2 separate regions of the Oryctolagus cuniculus genome follow, and region 1 is linked to region 2. The links are chromatin contacts, called in public Hi-C maps. All regions are on one chromosome and are shown on one strand. The core of a region is the stretch at or near the end of the contact, and the rest is flanking DNA. Distances in the headings are between cores, read along the strand shown. Region 1 holds the start of MCC (MCC regulator of WNT signaling pathway). Region 2 overlaps DCP2 (decapping mRNA 2).

Evidence for each region. A called contact is a pair of places that touch in the nucleus more often than the background predicts.
Region 1: a Hi-C map of embryonic fibroblasts shows a contact between it and region 2, with 3 times the contacts expected there. The contact joins the promoter of MCC here to the enhancer-like site in region 2. A contact is called at or near these places in 2 of 6 Hi-C or Micro-C datasets (ear pinna and embryonic fibroblasts).

The regions. Positions count from the first base shown.
Region 1 is chr6:4,353,721-4,356,420 of mOryCun1.1, reverse strand. MCC (MCC regulator of WNT signaling pathway) reads left to right here and starts at 1,407. Exons shown (of 19, transcript XM_017337630.3): 1 at 1,407-1,550. The coding sequence starts at 1,414.
Region 2 is chr6:3,900,580-3,903,279 of mOryCun1.1, reverse strand. DCP2 (decapping mRNA 2) reads right to left here. Exons shown (of 11, transcript XM_070076008.1): 11 at 2,685-2,700. Among named protein-coding and RNA genes, the nearest start is that of DCP2, 43 kb to the right of the region's middle. Within about 2 kb of position 1,304, at least 2 of the 8 cell types and tissues checked have an H3K27ac peak or open chromatin away from gene starts, as enhancers often do. A contact at or near this core is called in ear pinna, where this site is marked.

The sequences.
Region 1 (2,700 bases), core at 158-2,657, 450 kb before region 2:
CGAAGCCAGGAGCCAGGAGCCTCCAGATGGCCCAGGCCGGAGCTTTGCTGTTCCGAAGCCAGGAGCCAGGAGCTTCTTCGGGGTCTCCCATGTGGATGCAGGGCCCAAGGACTTGTGCCATCTTCTACTGCTTTCCCAGGCCATAGCAGAGAGCTGCATCAGAAGTGGAGCAGTCAGCCGACCCCACATTATCTTTAAATTCAGATTTTCAGTTCTCGCCCTCCTGTGAACAGGAGTATGTGTAGCACCCGTAGCAGCTCTGAGCTACTGGTGTCCGGGAGACTGACAAAGCTTTTCTGAGTTGATCATGTGTGCTGTCCCACTGTAAGGGCCCTGAAATACGGGGGGTGCCCATCCCACAAGAACTAGAGTAGGCACACATGCAGGGGTGCGGGTGCTGAGGAGGAGGGCGGTGGCCCCTTCCCTCTGACCTGGCTTCCTGCTGCTGCATTAAAAAACCTCATGGGGCCCGAGGCGCTCTGGCCTGGTGGTAAAGCCCCACCTATGACAGCCGCCATCCTCTGTGGTTGCTGGTTCGGATCCCGGCTGCTCCGCGTCTGCTCCAGCTCCCTGCTGATGCTCCCGGGGTGGGGGTGGGGGTGGGGGGTGGGGTATCAGCCGATGGTCCTGGCGTTTGCGCCCCTGCCACCCACGCGGGAGACCCGGAGCTCCCGGCTCAGGTCAGGGGGCGAGGGGCCCCTGAGGCCATCTGGGGGAGTGGACCAGCAGATGAAGGTCTCTAACTCTTTCAAGATAAATAAATAAATCTAAATGAACAAAACAAACGAAACCAGCCCAGAACCACCATCCTTGCAGCGGCTTGGTGGCTGAGGGCCGGCCGGGCTCAAACACCAGGGGCCGGGGGCTGGCTTCTCGCTCGCTCCGCCAGAGCGCACGCCTTCCAGAGCCTGGCGGTCAGCCGGCCGCAGGGATGAGTCGGCGGCCCCGCGCCAGCCTGCTCTGCCCGGGACGCTGCAGCGCGCGCGTTCGCCTCAGTTTTCTCTCCTGCAGGTTGGGGGCAACAGGCGCTGACCGCTGCCGGGCACCGGGTGGGCGCCGGCAATCTGCCCAACCCCGCTGGGCGCGCGCCCCTAGCACCTGCGGGACGGCACTGCGGTCGCGGACCCGGGGCGGGGGCCAGGAGCATCCTGCCCGGGACTCCGAGGAAGCCAGACCGTGGCCGAGAGGGTCGCGGGTGCGGGCATTCGCGGAGAGGGGCCGGCCGCCCCGCGTCCAGGGAGACGCGCGCGGGCCCGGAGTGGGCGCCCGTGCCAGGCGCGGCGCCGCACCGACCCCGCACGCCGCGGACAGAGCCGCCGGGGCCGGACCCCCGGAGAGGCGGAGCCCCCGGCGGCGGCGCGGCCACTGGGCATGCTCGGCCCGCAGGTTGGCGGCCGCCGCGCGGGGCCGCGCATGATGGCGGCGGCGGCGGGGAGCGCGGGCAGCGGCGGCAGCGGCGGCGGCAGCGACACGTCCAGCACCGGCGAGGAGGAGCGCGTGCGGCTCCTCTTCCAGACGTGCGACGGCGATGGCGACGGCTACATCAGCAGGTAGGGGCAGGGGCCGCCCCCCGCCCGTGCGCCCCAACTTCGCGCAAGTTGCCCCAGAGCGCGGGGCGGCACCGCGTGCGGCCGGGGGCTGCTCGGTGCGCTCGCGGCTGCAGGTTTCCTCCGCGCTGGCTTTGTTTCGGGGGACGTCCCGGGGCGCGCCCGCCTGCGCGGCGGGCGACGGCGTCGGTGGGAACTTCGCTGGGGCGGGCGTGCGGGTGCCGGGAGCCCCAGGCGGCCGCTCCGGGTGGAGGGCGACGCCGAGACCCCCGGCTCCGCTCGCCCCCCGCCACTTCCTCCTGCCCGAGTGCGCGTCCCTGTCCGGCGCACGGACTCCTAGGAGACCCCGGCCGCATTGGTCTGCTGGGGTGGACGAGGCCGCCCGAGCCCGGTGCAGCAGGTGCCCCTGAGGCGCCCGTGATCTCTGCCCCCAGTCCGGGGCTGCCTCCTGGTCTCCAGGTGATCGCCCGAACACTTCTGAAGACTGGAAAAAAAGTTTCCTGGGGACCCTTCTTAGCTGCAGTTGGTTATCTTTTGAAATTTCCTTGAGGGCCGGCGCCGCGGCTCACTAGGCTAATCCTCCGCCTAGCGGCGCCGGCACACCGGGTTCTAGTCCCGGTCGGGGCGCCGGATTCTGTCCCGGTTGCCCCTCTTCCAGGCCAGCCCTCTGCTGTGGCCAGGGAGTGCAGTGGAGGATGGCCCAGGTGCTTGTGCTTGGGCCCTGCACCCCATGGGAGACCAGGAAAAAGCTCCTGGCTCCTGCCATCGGATCAGCGCGGTGCGCCGGCCGCAGCGCGCCAGCCGCGGCGGCCATTGGAGGGTGAACCAACGGCAAAGGAAGACCTTTCTCTCTGTCTCTCTCTCTCACTGTCCACTCTGCCTGTCAAAAAAAAAAAAAAAAAAGAAATTTCCTTGAGAAACACGAGGGAGACATTAAAAAATTATGGAATAATTCTGCTCTGAAATGAAAATAGTGTGTAATTCTGATTGGTCCTACGCGGATTTTTATCTGGACGTCTTTTCCTATTTTGATTCTGGGATTTAAAAAAAAAATCCCTTGTGTGGTTTACTTCGTTGTTGTTTGCCTAGGTAAAGGCTGTGATCTCATTTAGTCCACAGCCAGGTTTAGTTTCTCAGGGGCAGGAGTGGGTAA
Region 2 (2,700 bases), core at 55-2,554:
GACGGAAGACCTCTCTCTCTCTCTGTCTACCTCTCTCTGTAAGTCTTTCAAATAAATAAAATAAATCTTTAAAAAAAAAAAAAAAACTGCTCCCCAAAGCACGAGATCATAGCTTAAAAGTAAAAAAAAAAAGCAGTGATCTGCAGTGTGAGCTGTGAACGTCCAGAGCAAAGCTGGGGGGGGGGGGGGGACACAGGGAGCACACGCGTGCCCGCGACCACTGCTGCCACCCGCGGTGCCTCCTCAGGGTCACACGACCGTGTGTGAGAGGGATGCCCAGTGCACCAGCAGGGCTTGCTGCGACCAGGGCACTTGCTGACTCCATGGGCACTGGGTTCAGCCAGCCTGCTATCCCGACACCGAGCCCTCTCACACACTGAAGGGCCAGAACACTGCCCATGTCCCCTACACCCTCGCCCAGGTTTCCCCTTAGTTCCCAAGTCGCTGTGACAGCCACGCGCACAGTGCCCCAGGGTCAGATGACGTCAGGTCCTCCGGCGGGCAGAACCCACTCCCCGCGTGCCGGTTCTCACGGCCGCCCAAGTGCAGACAGCTCTGCTCTACATAGAGACAAGGGAATAGGGGAAAAGGACACAGTGGCTTCCAGTGGCCAGCCACCCCCGGAAACAGGTCTTCAGGCAGCACTCAACGGAGTGGCCAAAACCCAAACCCCAAACCCAACCCCAAGCATCGGCAGGGCCCGTCCCCAGAGGCAGCACCAGGTTCGCCGGCTCTGGCCTGCCGTGCTGGGTTACACTGCCCCGCGCTCCAGCTCCTACAACACAGCTTTCCGCTGTGAGCACGGCCGTTCCCCCCCAACCAGAGGACCCGGATGGATGCCTCCTGGACTGACACCGCCCCACGGAAGAGTCCATCCTAAACCTTTCTCAAGACCTCCGCTGTCTATCACAGAACATTCTTCACACTTCTCTGTAATGGATGCCTGTCTGGACACACCAGCTGGTGGAAGCCGGCTTTCAGGTCCACTGCCAGGCACCAGTTAGCTCCACTGCCCCGAGCAGACGTCACCCCAGGCAGTGCTGCGTGCACATCACGCCGCCGCCACCATGAAGTGACGCTCACGGCTGCCTGGCCGCGTGGCTCTGGGCGAGCTTCCCGGGAGAAAGCCGTGCCCTGCGGGCGCTGCACACGAAAACCGGACTCTCCACCCACTGCTGCTTTGTAAAGTGAGAAAAATTCCTTTACCTTCACCAGACCGCTGGGCAACCACACTGGAATCGGTTAGAGAACACCCAGTCCCTGGCCCACAGCCCCGGGGCTACGCAGTGAGGCACCGCCCCGTGTGCAGCCTGGCCTGGCCCAGCAGCACTGGCCCTCTCCCTCAGGCACAATCTGTCACAGTCCAGAGCAACCCTGAAGCCCAGGGACAGAGTCACACCACGGGGGGGGGAGGGACAGAGCCACACCACGGGGGGGGGGGGGGGACAGAGCCACACCACGGGGGGGGGGACAGAGCCACACCACGGGGGGGGGGACAGAGCCACACCACAGGGGGGGACAGAGCCACACCACAGGGAGGAGGACAGAGCCACACCACGGGGGGGGACAAAGCCACACCACGGGGGGGGGGGGACAGAGCCACACTACGGGGGGGGGGACAGAGCCACACCACGGGGGGGGGGGACAGAGCCACACCACGGGGGGGGGGACAGAGCCACACCACGGGGGGGGACAGAGCCACACCACGGGGGGGGGACAGAGCCACACCACGGGGGGGGACAGAGCCACACCACGGGGGGGGGGACAGAGCCACACCACGGGGGGGGGGACAGAGCCACACCACAGGGGGGGACAGAGCCACACCACAGGGAGGAGGACAGAGCCACACCACGGGGGGGGACAAAGCCACACCACGGGGGGGGGGGGACAGAGCCACACTACGGGGGGGGGGACAGAGCCACACCACGGGGGGGGGGACAGAGCCACACCATGGGGGGGGACAGAGCCACACCACGGGGGGGGGGGACAGAGCCACACCACGGGGGGGGGACAGAGCCACACCACAGGGGGGGACAGAGCCACACCACAGGGAGGAGGACAGAGCCACACCACAGGGGGGGACAAAGCCACACCACGGGGGGGGGGACACAGCCACACCACGGGGGGGGGGACAGAGCCAGACCACGGGGGGGGGGGACACAGCCACACCACGGGGGGGGGGCAGAGCCACACCACGGGGGGGGGCAGAGCCACACCACGGGGGGGGGGCAGAGCCACACCACAGGGGCCGACCGCACAGCTCTCAGGACACTGAGGAACTCAGGACAACGGGTTTCCTGGTTACCAGTGATCTGAATACAGCACAGGGGGCCCTGCCGCTCCTCGGTCTCCACCCTAACTGTGGCTGTGGTGGCCTCAGAGATAACCATGGAGGAAAACACCCAGAGCAGGCGGATCCACCAGGGCGAAAGCAAACAGCCAAGAGAGGGCACCATAGTAAGAAAATGAACTTGGCAAAAAGTCTATTTTTTTATAACTGGCTTTGCTGTCCCTCCTACTTAGAAGTGATGATTGGAGACCAACAAAGAAAGGGAAAGCAACAAGGTGAGAACAGGTAACGGGATTCTTTAATGCACACATGCACCCAGGCCGTCGCTCTTCACCGGACATGTATACTGAGCTGTATAGAACATTCCGTTCTAACAGTGAAGGATGTCACTCACTCACTGTTTGAGTTCT